Linked DNA regions of Mus musculus: all the other regions are linked to region 5. A link is a contact called in public promoter capture Hi-C data. All regions are on one chromosome and are shown on one strand. Each heading gives the region's core, a stretch centred on a gene start, on an enhancer-like site or on the middle of the called end of the contact. The rest is flanking DNA. Distances are from core to core; before and after follow the strand shown.

Region 1 (2,700 bases), core at 187-2,686, 520 kb before region 5:
TGTCTCCTGATTGTTGGAATTAAAATCGTGTGCCATCACCACACAGGGCTTTCTGCCTCATTCTGTTAAGCATCTCAGCATAAGGGCCAGAGGAGGTGACATGCTTAAATTTGAGGGCACAATTAAGCATTGGGTCACATTCTTCTACGTCACCTTCCCCAGCCCCCTTTAGATGTATTCCACACTGATATTTTGACGGCTGTGAACTCTTAGGCTGATTCCCATTGCCATCCCATTGGTCAACTCCCACCAGGTTTTACCCACTCATCCAGAGCATTGGTTGGTCCTCCCGATGTCTCTGCTAAAATTTCCTATTGGTTGTTCCTACGGATTTCTCTGCTAAGATTTCCTCATCTTCCTCCTTCATGTGCTCCGAGAGTTCGATTATTCTCAGTACAGTATGCATTATATTCTCATCACAGTTTTAAAAAAATGTGTGTATATATATATATATATAAAGGCGTGCGCCACCACGCCCGGCAGAAGGTGATTTCTGAGGGACTAGGGGCATGGCTCAGTGGGTGAAGGTGCTTGCTGCACTGTACTACATACATGCCTGGTGCCTATTGAGGTCAGAACCAGGGCGGTAGTGAACCGCCATGTTGGGGATGCTAGGAACCAAACCTAGTTTTGCTGCAGAAGCAACAAGTACTGTTAACCTTTGGGCCGTCTCGCCAATCCTCACATACTCACAAATTTAACTGCTTTTCCATCCATCTTTCCCGTTGTTTCAAAAGTGTCAATCTAGCACTTTGTGTAGTGGCTTCCCTCACAGATAAGCGGATTTCCTTTTGTCTTTTAGTGATTATCGGATTGTTGATTCATTAATGCTGAACTTACTGCCAACAGTACTTGTAACTCAGGCCTGAATGTAGCTTACTTAACAGGCCGAGTTTCTCAGGAAAGAGCGTCGCAGTCTTCTTGCGCTTAGAATATTAGACAGAGTTTCGGTAGTGTTCTTGGGAGCAATTTTAGGCAGAAAAAAAAAAAAAACAAACAAAAACAAAAATGCAGGGAAAAGGCACAAAAACTGCATTAAAGAATTCGATTCTAGCGAGAGAATTGAATCAAAAAGGCAGAGCCTCAGCCTTGCTCAAAAGTTGATGGGAACTTTAGCATCTATCTATTCAGCTTTCAGTTTTTACTCGCTGAGCATATCCGGGAGCGACATTTTAATCTCTGATTTTAGAGTTAGAAAAAATATTAGCTTGTGAGCAAATTTCAAAATAAAAAGACAAGTATAAAGAGAAAGTACTATTTCCGCAGATAAGCCATTCTCCATTAAGGACGCACGGTACCGTTGAAAACTACAAGCCCCAGCATGCATCGCTTCTGAGAGGTGGGGGTCCGGAATCCCACAAGGGCCCGGTGAGTGTAGACTGACCAATCGCAGCAGCCGGAAGTGTCGTCTCTGACCACGTGGCACTGCCTGCGCATGTGCGCTCGCCTCTAGGGCGGCCCTAGCTGCTGGTCCTGTACCCCTATGGTCTCGCCCTATATCTAGCTTCGCTATTTTGGGGCAGTGGCCGCAGTCGTGTGGGTAGCAGGCCCCAAGTGACAGCAGCATGGAGGAATTCGACTCCGAAGACTTCTCCACATCGGACGAGGATGAGGACTACTTGCCGTCCGGTGAGCGATTCGGCCTGAGGCGAAAGGAGGGTGGTTTCCACGCTTCACACCTCACTCGAGACTCTCCCGGACGGTCCCCAGGGCGTGGGCCTCGTGATCGCGAGGTCCCCACGGCCCGTGGGCTCCGGAGTTCGGGTTATCAGGACCCCGGCCCTCAGGCGGCCTGGAACACGCATGTGTCGGTTCTGCATAGCTGCTGTCCTGGGCCGCCGCCCCCTCGGAGCGCGGGAACAGGCGCGTGAAGCCCGCAGGCTGAGCGTACTACCTACCTACCGGCTGGTTCTGGAAGCCGACCCGGACATTGGAGATTGTTTTTAGGGAATTGCCAGCTTCCTTCACGTCCGAAACTCAATTGTCCGCCTCTGGGTTCGGAAGGGATCGGCTTGTTAGAAAGTTGATGTGATAATGTGTTTTCCCTCTTTGCAGGAGCTACCCATCGTCCTCTTTTAAGAACTTTTTCAAAAGTTTTATTTTTAGAGATTTTATGGCACGTATATCAGTGTTTTTTCCTGAATGTCTGTCTGTCTCTGTACATCATGTGTGTGCCTAGGGCTTCTGGGACTGGAGTTACAGGTGGTTGTAGAGCTGAGTCGTCTCGCCAGCCCCTTATTATTTTTGTGTATGTATGGCGGTGCATTCAGGTGGCCAAAGAGGACAGAAGGGGGTATCGGGTCCCCAGGTGAAGGAGTTACACTCAGTTGTGAGCCGCCCGACTCTGGAACCAAAGTCAGATCCTTTGGAATGAAGCGCACACTCTTTTTTTTTTTTTTTTTTTTTTTTTTTTTTTTTTGAGACAGGGTTTCTCTATAGCCCTGGCTGTCCTGGAACTCACTTTGTAGACCAGGCTGGCCTCGAATCCACCTGCCTCTGCCTCCCAAGTGCTGGGATTAAAGGCATGCGCCACCACGCCCGGCTGAAGCGCACACTCTTAATGGCCTAGCTATCTTTTTTTTCTTGGGGTGCGGTAGAGGAGCACACTAAGAATCCAGCTTATGCGAGGTCCAGACAAATCTTTTAAACATTTATGTGTGTGAGTGTTTTGCCTACATGCACATCTATTTGTATGTATCT
Region 2 (2,700 bases), core at 140-2,639, 650 kb before region 5:
CTGCCATGAAGCCAGAGGACAAGAAGGAAACTGCAGCGACCACTGAAACCCCAGAGAGCACAGAGGCCAGCCCCTCTGTCTAGAAGGCACATGCAACTATGGTGTCTGCATCTCAGCAGATCTGGTCTGAGGGAGCGATTCCTGTGTGGCGCCGTCCATCTGGCCACTGCAGTCCAACCTCCACAAGAGAGAAGAACTAAAGAAGTTCTTTTTATTCCTCGTTACCAAATAAATCATTTCTCTCTTTACCCATGCAGTGTTACTTTTTCTCCCCCGGGCTGCTGGTCTGATGAGTGGTCTAATTAGAGCTCTGTCATTGTATTCTTTTTAAGATTTATTTTTATTATCAATTGTGTGTGTGTGTGTGTGTGTGTGTGTGTGCATTTAGAGTGCAGGTGCCCTGAGGCCAGAGATGTTGGGTCCCTTAGAGCCAGAGTTACAGGCACTGTAAGCTGCCCAGCACGGAGGCTGAAAAACGAAGGTCAGCCCCATGGGAGCAGGGTGTGCTCTTAACTCCTAAGCCAACTTCTCGGCCCCACCTGCAGTCAGAATCTCTAATAAATGTATATTAATGTCTGTCTATTCAGTATGAGCCATTGTGCTGAAATACTGGAAACAACCAGAGAACAAAAGTCAAGTCACTTCTTCCATAAAAATCCCTTTTATTTTCTTTAGGGCTTGAGTGCAGAGTTGAGGGAGAACCAGACCAGATCCAGTGCAGGTTCCTTTTGGCTGGAGGCAGACTTAGACTGCAGTACAGGAGACATGGCTCAGTGCTGCAAGGGATTGATGCTCTTACAGAGGACCAGGCTTCAGTACCCAGCACCCGTGTGTCAGGCAGCTTGCAACCGTGATCCAGTTCCCAATACCCTTTTCTAGCTGCCTTGGGCATTTGCATGCACATATGTGCACAAATTGACAATTGATACAGGCACACGCACATAAATCTTTTAAAATATATACATGCATATATGTCCATAAGACTGTATTTGAAGAGCCGGGCAGTGGTGGCTCATGCCTTTAATCCCAGCACTCCGGAGGCAGAGGCAGGTGGATTTCTGAGTTCGAGGCCAGCCTGGTCTACAGAGTAAGTTCCAGGACAGCCAGGGCTACACAGAGAAACCCTGTCTCGAAAAAAAAAAAAAAAAAAAAAGAAACGATTTGAAGAATAACAATGGGTTATGAGAGAAATGAGTGAGGGCCAGGTCATCCAAGCCCATGACTGAGGTGAGAAACTGTCAGAGGATCTGCTTATAGTTCTGTTCAAAATTTTGATGAGATGCGAGCTAAGTCGGTCTTTGCTGCGGAGGCGGCTTCCTCCCCTTTGCACCGTTCCCACAGACTACAAAGACCAGCGTGCTTTGCGGGCAGAGCTTGACCGGAGCGGCCCTCTAGGGCGTCACTTCCGCTGCGCAACCTGGTTAAACGAGCGTGGCGGTAGAGGGGCATCGCGTGGAGGTTGCGGCGCGTGGATAATAGGGTGTGAGGGACTCCGGATCGGCGTCTCGGGGTTAGCTCTACACAGTTGGCCGAGGGGAGGGCGGTGGGGGGAGACTGTGAGGACCTGTGTCCACTGCTCCCACGGGGAGGGGTCTCAGCCCTGCTAGGCTCTCCAGCCCTGCGGTAGGAAGGGTGGGAAAAGAAGTGTTTGTTTGTTTTTTCAACCTTTGCACTGTTATTTTTAGCCAAAGCAATACCTGTTGTGAGCTGCTTCGTATGAAGGAGCCCTGGGGTTGTAGAGATGAATTACAGCGGACCCAAAATATCGAAACGTTCGACAACTGCGTGAATGACGTGATGTAGTTTGGACCGCTTCGTCCCCTTGTTTTGTAGTTCTAATGTGTACCTCGAATTTAATGGCAGATGGCTACCTTCATAAAATAAACTTCTGTGATGCCTATCAGGAACTAACAGGATTCTGGGATTCCTTCTAGAAATACAAGACTTCTCTGCGTTAGACTTGAAAGTTACAATCTCTGTCAGCCCCTGCCAGAATAGTCATTACCATTTACTGCAAAATGTGCCTGCATTTTGCAGAAGTCTTAGAAATACCTTGCCAAAACATCGCATCAGAGCTCAGAAAAAAAACAAACTAACAAAAAAAACAATTCTGTTGTTTATTCTACAAATGCTCTGCCATCTCTAGCCATCGCGTGAGCTCATCTACGGAGCTTTTTATATAATCGACTGAAGTCGAGCTATATCCAGTGAGCGCTAACAGCCAAGAGTGAGAGAATTTCTTCTGCCAACTGTAGGCCTCTTTCAGATCTGATCTGCATAATGTTCTGTTAGGTTGTATGGAAGTGGCTTGGTGTGCCCGTTACATTGCTTCTCTTCTGCCACCAATACAAATTTCCCAGATCACCAAATGTTGTATCTTCTGAATGCTAATCACAGTATATAGACATTTGCCTTTTTAAGTATTTATAAGAGATGTTAAATACTAGCTAGGTGGCACGTGCCTTTAATCCTAGCACAAAGGAGGCAGAGGCAGGTGATCTCTGTGCGTTCCAGGGCACCCAGGTCTACAGAGCAAGTCCTAGGACAGCCAGGACTGTTACACAGAAAAGCCCTGTCTAGAAAAAAAAATGTTAAATACTATTAGTCATGTTTTAACAGATGTGAAAACTAATTACCCAGGAATCACACAGTTCATCTGTATTAAAACTGAGATTGAAACCTAGAAAGTATAACTCCATG
Region 3 (2,700 bases), core at 70-2,569, 570 kb before region 5:
CCCCCCCCCCCCCACTTCTTCACATTCATGCATTTCAAAGTAAGTTTTGTACATTTTTGGCCAGGTAAATTCTAAAAGTGTCTCCTGGAGAAAATATGTAAATCTCACGAGCCTCGATTAAACTTATTTAATGTTATGGAAACAGGGTCTTGGAATGTAACCCAGGGTGGTCTTACACTTCAGGTAATCCTTCTGCCTCAGTTTCTCAAGTGCTGGAATTAATTACAGGAATGATTCACCAAACCTGACTTTAAATTTTTGTTTTACTTTTCAAAACAGGGTTTCTCTGTAGCCCTGGTTGTCCTGGCACTCACTCTGTAGACCAGGCTGACCTCGAACTCAGAGACCCACTTTCACATCCCGTGTGCTGGAATTAAAGGCCTGTGCTGCTACCACCCAGCTCTGAAGAAAGTAACCGCCATCTAACTTTACCCAGAAGTTAGTAGACAGCATTCTCTTAGAATGCAGCTATTTATTTATTTATTTGTTTATTTATTTTTGTGCTCATTGTAGCTTCCCCGCCCCCTGTGGTAAATACCACTTCTTTGAAAGTTATATATAAATCTTCATTGTTGGTTTATTTCCTTAAGATAGATTCAGAAAGAAGTTACTAGCTCAGAAAACTCATGGTCATGGTTAAGGATCCTAATTTTATCTTGCCAAGCCGCAAGCCCGGAAAGGCTCCCAGAAGGGACTTGAACCCCCACCACGGATTTACAAATCTCCCACAAAGCCCTGCCTTCTGCATATGCTTGGGCTCTGCCCTATTACTTGTTAAGAGGAGAAATCTCTTTTCTGCGATGTGTCCAGTGTTTATCTGGACCTGCACCTCTGGGTAGAGGCGTGTACCCGAAGGGGATGGCAGCTGCAAAAACTACCTGTTCCCTCGGCCCCTCCCGACTCCGCTGTTGTTTAGGAGGCATCCTGGTCCCCCTGGCATCAAGGTGTCTGTTTGGATAGTTGCAAAGATGCCACCCTCAGAGGAGGGGGCAAGATAAAGATTCAATTTCCTGCACAAGGGCCTTTTGTCCTCTGGAAGCTTCTTCCCTCGGGACAGATATTTTCGGTCCATTAGTGGGGCCGAGCGGTGGCTCTGCCAGCAGGCTTGATGATCCATCCACCCCACCCCGTGGGGGGCGGTCAGTGTTCCGGGAGCCCACCTGTGTCCTCCACCTTCCTGCCCTCGCCCCCCTCCCCCGCCCCCGGGCGTGGCCCACCACGGTCACGCCTGGGAAGGATAGAGGAGCCCTAGGCCAACTGGCTGCCTCCTTGCTCCGATCCCGCCCTGGCTCCCGCCGGCGGCCCCAGGCAAAGAGCCACCACCGACTGAGCGGCTCTTTGTGTGCGCCCTGGGTGCGCAGCGCAGAAGCGCAGCGGGCAGCGCAGGTAGAGCGGGGCCGGGACGGGGGAGGGGACGGGGTGCCTGCTCCAGGGTGGGGGGCCCGGGTCTTCGTGATAACTAAGGTTAAGGATAACTAAGGACTCCTGCACCCCAACATCTCGTTCTTACTGCTCTTCCGGGATTCCTATCTGGTTTTCTCCAAGTGTTTCTTATATGTTAGTACCCCATCGGTGCCCTCTAGATTCCCGGGCCGATGTCACTGGATGTCCCTTCTTCGCTGTGGGATCGTAAGAACGGAGTCTGTCCCCGTGGATTCCCAGGGAAGAAGGACTGCTTGTGGGGTAGAAATCGGAAGGGACCAGTCCTAGGAGTCTTTGTTGAGCCTGGGGAGAGAGCGGTTCTCCTCTGGGCGGCAGGGCCAGTTCGTGGGCAAACTCCAAGCTTTCGGGTATAGATGAGTAATCAGGTCTCCAGGTGGGATGTTCCATTTCAAGGAGGGATTTGGACTGAACTGGAGACGCAGCTCTCGTAGCTCACCGGTCTGACAGCTTAGCCAGGCTTGGTGGCGAGAGTGAATTGTGTATAATGTGTGTCATAGTGACAAGTTATGGTTCGCAGGGCTCTTGGAAATGGTCAGTCCGCCAGGGGCTTCACCCCTCCTTTCCCTCTCCCATCCACTAGTAGTGCATCATTTTAAGCTTGCTCAAGAGCTTTGTCACAGAATGCTGAAGAAAAAAATTAGTTTGCAACCAGATCTAGAATTTGGGTCTAGTGGCTTGGCTTTTCGATGTTCAGTCTTGGACACAGCAGTGGGTTTTCTTGGCCGCAGTATGTGCTGTGCGCACCCCAAAAAATGTTCCTTTCTCTTTCCTCCTAATACATAGCAGGAAGGGGAAACAAATTCAATTCCCCCCACACTTCGGAAGGAGGGCTTAAGGGTTCTGGGATTTGAGGCCTGATTACTTGGTACGGTCCAGGCTGTCACTGTAGCCCAGGGTGGCCTGGCCTCCAACTCATAAATTCTGGGATTACAGGACTGTGTTGCCATGCTCTTAGCTAAATACACCAAATGCTGTCTTTTTTTTTTTTTTTTTTTTTTTTTTTTTTTTTTTTTGAGACAGGGTTTCTCTGTGTAGCCCTGGCTTTCCTGGAACTCACTTTGTAGACCAGGCTGGCCTCGAACTCAGAAATCCACCTGCCTCTGCCTTCCGAGTGCTGGGATTAAAGGCGTGCGCCACCACGCCCGGCTAAATGCTGTCTTTTTAAAGATGAGGGAATTGAGGCTCGAACACGGGGGGGGGGGGGGGGGGGGGGGTAGGGGGGGAGGCTGGGGCTAGGCTGACTGGAAGCCCGGGTGC
Region 4 (2,700 bases), core at 74-2,573, 540 kb before region 5:
AAACACTAGGAGACCTCAATGCCTGCCTACCCAGTGGCACACTTCCTCTAGCAAGGCCACACCTCCTAATACGTGCCACACTTCGCATGGGCTAAGCATATTCAAACCGGTAGATGGCGTGGTTCAGATCAAAGGTGGATTTTCCACCTCAAAGATCCAGATTATAGGTATTGCTACTTTAAATCCCTCACAGGTTTCGCCAGCCATTGCGGTTTTAGTTCATTCCAGGCGTCGTCAAGTTTACAACCAGGGAGAGCCATGGCCATATGTGTGTGGGAACCTGTGCAGGTCAAAGGACAACTTGCAGTTATGGGTTCTCTTTTACCACGTGGGCTCCTGAGATGGAACTCAGGTCACAGCTCCTAAAAGTTTCAACTTCTGTGACTTAGAGAATTTCTGGTCCTTTTTTTCTTTTTGGTTTTTCGAGACAGGGTTTCTCTGTATAGCCCTGGCTGTCCTGGAACTCACTTTGTAGACCAGGCTGGCTTCGAACTCAGAAATCCGCCTGCCTCTGTTTTGGTCCATTTAAAAAGTCTTATTTTTGCTTGTTGGTTGTTCGGAAGTTGAACCTACAGTCTTTTGTTTTGTCTTGTATTTGCTTTGGTTTTGGTTTTGACAGAGTTTCTCTATGTAGCTCTGGCTGTCCTGGAGCTTATTCAGTAGAGCAGGCTGGCCTCGAACTCAGAAAGCTGCCTGCCTCTACCTCTTGAGTGCTGAGTTTAAAGGCACGTATCACCACCGCCCAGCGAACCTATAGACTTTGACAGGCTAAGCAACTGGGGTTGGAATCTAGGGATGTGCAGCTAGGCTGGTTCTCTGTCAATACATATTCAGTCCTACAGAGAAATTTGAGTAGGCTAGTGGTCACTTAATTTTTATTTTTGGTGATGTATCCTTGTATACTATTTTAAAATGTATGTGAGTCTATGTGTATGTGAAGGTAAAAAGACAACCATGGGAGTTGGTTCTCACCTTTCACCATATGAGTCCTAGGGATGGAAGGCAAATCCTTCATGCTTGGAGGCAAACACCTCGCCTCTACCCGCTGAGCAATCTCACCGGACTTGTCCTACTTAAAGGTGGCACTAAAGAGGGCAGAGCCCAACACACCCAGATGGAGCAGAAGAAACTTGCCACTAGGGGCGCAGCATGCCGTGGGTTTCTCTAATCGAACGCAGCGCCAGGGGGCGGGAACAACCGTTACCCCGCCCCCTCCATCTGCGGCGCCCTGTGATTGGAAGGAGAAACGATTACTCTAGCAGCGCCGTTGGAGTGGGCGGGAGAAGAGGGCCGGCCAAAGGTGACGCCGTGGCTGCGGAGGTGCGGTACTCCGCGGCGCGGCGGGCGGTGGATGGCGGCGGGATGGAGCGCGAGGGGAGCGGCGGTGGCGGCGGCTCAGCCGGGCTCCTGCAGCAGATCCTCAGCCTGAAGCTCGTGCCGCGGGTGGGCAACGGGACCCTGTGCCCCAACTCCACTTCGCTCTGCTCCTTCCCAGGTACGCCCCGCCCCGCGCCTGCGCACTGCGCACCTGTCGCCTGCCTCCCAGGGCGAGGCCGAGGCAGCCCTGGAATCGCACTTGGGGCGACGGCTGTCCAGTCCTAGTGACTGCTAGTATCCTTCCTCTGAGAGCCTGTGTGCTGACGCTGTCCTCTGACTCTGTCCTACACCCACTTTCCCACCAGCCTGCTCAGACCTGTTGCGGATTCCCCCACCCGCACCTAGAAGAACTTAAGACAGAACTTCTAAATTGCTCTTAGCTCTTACCCGGGCTTCGCCGCCTTCTGCCAGGAGGGCTTTTAAAGTTACATTTACATTGTAGAACTGCTACAATTCAGAAAGTTGTGGAGAAGAGAATGATCCCCTGAGGTTATTAATAAAGGCCCTCAGGGGAGGGCATGATTGCTTTGGGTTTTTGAAGGCAAGACGACAGAGGCGGGGGTGGGGTGGGGTGTGGGGGGGTAGGGGTATTAGGACACTGCCGCAAAGAGAAACTAACCCAGTGACGTTGTAAAAGAGGATGACGGGTGGGATTGCTGACTGCAACCTTCGACCAGACACCTGTGAGTCTCATCTACTGGGCAGCGACTGCCAGGCGCCTCTCGGTGGACACCTGGGACCTGCCTGTGTAGTAGCTGACAAGGTGGCTGCCTTTTTGTTTTGTGGCAGCTGAAGATGTTAGCTTGTGATCCTGCCCACAAGAAAAGAGTCTGGGAGTTCAGATTGTTTCCAGAAGTACTAGTGTCCCACCTGACAGTGATTACAAATAAATACATATATAAATAAACAAACAAATCTGAAAGTGATTACAAATAAGTAAACACACAGACACACAGCATTCTGGCGACCTTCTCCAAAAGATGAAGGGTTCTTTCTTTCCTAGGATTCAGTGAGTCTGTTCTAACTCATTTTCTTACTTCTCTCCCAACTATTAAGGAGATTTCCAAACCTGAGAAGGCGAAACAGAGAATAACAAGTACCCATATGCTTAGTTCGGGTGGTAAAAGTCACATGTCTACTTAAAAGCTGAGGCTCATTAGGCACTTGTGAGACCATCATAGGTGGGGTTAGGTAGGCCTAGATGGTAGGCTAGATTATGGGGCCACAGTTGTATATTTGGCTGGTGTTGATGGATGTCTCATGCAAAGCAGGACTATTCTGGTTTTACAGCCTTGGTCACATCAATGTGCATGTGTGTACACA
Region 5 (2,700 bases), core at 131-2,630:
AAAGAAGTGTGGTGGTGCACTTCTGTTATCCCAGGATGAAGGAGGGGAGGCTGGAGGACCAACAGTCTAAGAACACTCTTGGCTACACAGTGAATTCCATGCCAGCCTGGGCTACATGAGATCTTGTGGGGAATGTCTGTGGGGAGAAAGGGCAAAAAAAAAAAAAAAAGAGAGAGAGAGAAAATGGAGCAGGTGCAATGGCTCAGTGGTTAAGAGCACTGACTGCTCTTCCACAGGTTATGAGTTCAAGTCCCAGCAACCACATGGTGGCTCACAACCATCTGTAATGGGTTCTGATGCCCTCTTCTGGTATGTCTGAAGACAATGACAGTGTACTCACATAATATAAAATAAATAAATCTTTAATAAAGAAAAGAAGTGAGAAAACAGGTAAACTAAGCCCCCCAGACATCCCTGAACTATGTTGCCTCAAAGTAAAATGTCTCCCCATACAATTTATTTCTATTCTTTCCCAGCTATATAGCATGAGTCAGCCAACGGCATTTTCTTCTTTCTTTCCTTCCTCTTTTTAAATTTTGTTTTAGTTTTATTTTTGAGATATATATCTCAACATATATCTGAGTGTGTGTGTGTGTGTGTGTGTGTGTGTGTGTGTGTGTAGAGCTTTAGCGCTCTTGGAACTGGATTTGTAAACTAGGTTGGCCTCGAACTCACAGAGATCCTGAGTGCTGGGACTCAAGGTCTGTGCCACCACCAACTAGCTAATGAAAGGTTATTTCTTATACTAGCTAACTGGGGGTATAACTGACAAATAATAAACTCATCTTGAAAAATAACAAAGTTTGGAGATGACCTTAGAAGGGGAAAAAAAGGAACTGACCCCTACTTGGGTAACTTCACACTCCCTTAAACTTCCTCCATTACTCTCCATCCCCTGCCCCAGGATTATTCAACACAAAGCAGCTAAAGGAACCGCCTCAGCACTTCTACGGGTTACCTCCATTTTTATGTATTTACCGGTGTGGTATGCATGCGTTTGCGTGCCAGGGCCAGTGCACACGTTGAAGTCAGAGGACAAGGCCTTTTGCCTCGAGAGAGGAAAATGACTCAGGACATCCGCCTCACTTTCGTTTTCTTTTTCTTTTTCTTTCTTTTTTTTTTTTTTTAATTATGCTGAAGTTCCAGGCTATCCCTTACACTGGCTATCAGGGCTCTCTGCAACCTTATTTTCTCAACCCCCAAATTCAAGACCTCAAACAGAGAACCTGGGAAGAGTAACTATTTAATGGATTTGGGGAAAGAATCAGCCAACTAGGGGCTTCAACTGGGAGCTGTCCAGAGAGCGGGTGTGGGAAGCTGGCATATCTCCAGTAGGAGTAGAAAGCCGGGGGAAGGCGTGTCAAACTGGCCGCGGCTTCCGGAGCAGAACTCTGGACAGAAATAGCTGTCGGACAGGTTGGTTTTGAGGACTCTGCTGGAGCATTGCTGCGTTGGCCCAAATTTGACTTTAGGCGGGAACCGCGGCTGGTGCGGAGTTCCTCCGAGAGGCGAGAGCTTTAAGGTTGCACCAAGGGAGGGGACTCAGGACACCGGGGACCTGCTCCGACCTGGCGTGCATTGTCAACGAGGCAGAAGACCGCGGTCCGGGAGCGGCGGGAGACTGATGATCCTACAGGAACTGAGCGCAGGATAGACCGGACGAGCGCCCCTCGGAGATCACGTAGAATCCAGTGAGCTGTAGCGCGGCAGGAGGAAGCAGGAGAATCCCAGAATCACAGATTGGACTTCCTGGAACTTAGGGTGAGTTGGTTTCGATTCCCTAACTAAATTGGGCTGTTATTCTGCTGAGATCTCTGCTGACCTTTTTTTGCCCAAGGAGGATGGAGATCGAGGAATGGCATTCGAGGAAAGGCAAAAGGTGGGGACTGGGGACCCGCCCCGAGGTGCCCAAGTCGTAGAGTAGATGGGTAGTCAGTAGGACAATTAATTTCCAGCACAGACGATTACGGGGGTTTGGGGTAGGGGTGGGGGAAGCGGGGACTCAGGACAGGGTTTCTCTGGGTGGCTCAGGCTGCACTGGAACTTGGAACTTGTTCCGTAGACCAGGCCGGACATGATCTCAGAGATCTGCCTGCCTCTTGATTGCCAAGTGCTGAGACTAAGGGCATGTATGCTCCACCATTACTCAGCGGGATTCCAGTTCTTAACTATGAACGCCCTCTTCCTTTTCTGGGGCCCATTTCACGAATAATCTAACGTAAAGTTTTTTTTTTAAAGGGCATCTGATTTTTTTTAGACTATTTATTTATTTGTTTATCGAAACAGGATCTCACTGTGTAGCTCTGGCTGGCCTGGAACTCACTGTATAGTCCAGGCTGGGGGGGGGGGGGAGGATATGAGTAATTAATATATTTAGTAGTGCTTCCAGATTTTTCTCCTTTGCTCTCAGACATCCAAGAAAGAGCCTTGACGACTTGGGCTCACCATCTGGGAATGGCTGGGCCCCGAGATCCATTGATTTTTCTCTAAGAGCGTCCTGACAGGCTAGAGAGATGGCTCAGCCATTAAAGAGTACTCTGACATTAATGCCTGTGCCTCCTGCCCAGGAATCCTGGGGACAAGGAAAACTAATTACTCACATGCTTGATTTCAGTTTGGCTGCTTTTTCACTTTTTTTTTTTTTTTTTTGGTAAGATTTAGATTTATTTAATTTGTTTTATGTGAGTACACTGTTGCTAT

The links. Promoter capture Hi-C pulls out the DNA fragments that hold promoters and counts their contacts. Capture Hi-C pulls out chosen DNA fragments and counts their contacts.
Region 1: a promoter capture Hi-C map of liver shows a contact between it and region 5, with 2.3 times the contacts expected there. The contact joins the promoter of Cfdp1 here to the promoter of Mlkl in region 5. A contact is called at or near these places in 8 of 39 promoter capture datasets (the 3T3-L1 cell line, the C10 cell line, the HPC-7 cell line and 5 more), 1 of 484 Hi-C or Micro-C datasets (psoas muscle), 4 of 115 datasets of contacts at active chromatin or transcription factors (bone marrow-derived macrophages, large pre-B cells, microglia and 1 more) and 1 of 9 other capture datasets (liver).
Region 2: a promoter capture Hi-C map of pre-B cells shows a contact between it and region 5, with 6 times the contacts expected there. The contact joins the promoter of Adat1 here to the promoter of Mlkl in region 5. A contact is called at or near these places in 5 of 39 promoter capture datasets (the C10 cell line, the HPC-7 cell line, liver and 2 more), 3 of 484 Hi-C or Micro-C datasets (B cells, LSK cells and embryonic stem cells) and 1 of 115 datasets of contacts at active chromatin or transcription factors (bone marrow-derived macrophages).
Region 3: a contact with region 5 is called in a promoter capture Hi-C map of stem cell-derived epiblast-like cells, with 2.8 times the contacts expected there. The contact joins the promoter of Chst5 here to the promoter of Mlkl in region 5. A contact is called at or near these places in 5 of 39 promoter capture datasets (the HPC-7 cell line, cranial neural crest, liver and 2 more), 1 of 15 datasets of contacts at CTCF or cohesin (large pre-B cells) and 1 of 484 Hi-C or Micro-C datasets (embryonic stem cells).
Region 4: a promoter capture Hi-C map of liver shows a contact between it and region 5, with 2.2 times the contacts expected there. The contact joins the promoter of Tmem170 here to the promoter of Mlkl in region 5. A contact is called at or near these places in 4 of 39 promoter capture datasets (the C10 cell line, cranial neural crest and neutrophils), 2 of 115 datasets of contacts at active chromatin or transcription factors (bone marrow-derived dendritic cells and large pre-B cells) and 3 of 9 other capture datasets (adipose tissue, liver and pancreatic islet).

The regions. Positions count from the first base shown.
Region 1 is chr8:111,853,073-111,855,772 of GRCm38.p6, reverse strand. It overlaps Cfdp1 (craniofacial development protein 1), which reads left to right and starts at 1,436. Exons shown (of 7, transcript NM_011801.2): 1 at 1,436-1,629. The coding sequence starts at 1,566.
Region 2 is chr8:111,990,991-111,993,690 of GRCm38.p6, reverse strand. Adat1 (adenosine deaminase, tRNA-specific 1) reads left to right here and starts at 1,389. Exons shown (of 10, transcript NM_013925.5): 1 at 1,389-1,510. It overlaps Kars (lysyl-tRNA synthetase), which reads left to right. Exons shown (of 14, transcript NM_053092.3): 14 at 1-252. The coding sequence ends at 83.
Region 3 is chr8:111,908,818-111,911,517 of GRCm38.p6, reverse strand. Chst5 (carbohydrate (N-acetylglucosamine 6-O) sulfotransferase 5) reads left to right here and starts at 1,319. Exons shown (of 2, transcript NM_019950.2): 1 at 1,319-1,386.
Region 4 is chr8:111,875,298-111,877,997 of GRCm38.p6, reverse strand. It overlaps Tmem170 (transmembrane protein 170), which reads left to right and starts at 1,323. Exons shown (of 3, transcript NM_025781.2): 1 at 1,323-1,495. The coding sequence starts at 1,363.
Region 5 is chr8:111,336,885-111,339,584 of GRCm38.p6, reverse strand. Mlkl (mixed lineage kinase domain-like) reads left to right here and starts at 1,380. Exons shown (of 11, transcript NM_029005.3): 1 at 1,380-1,761.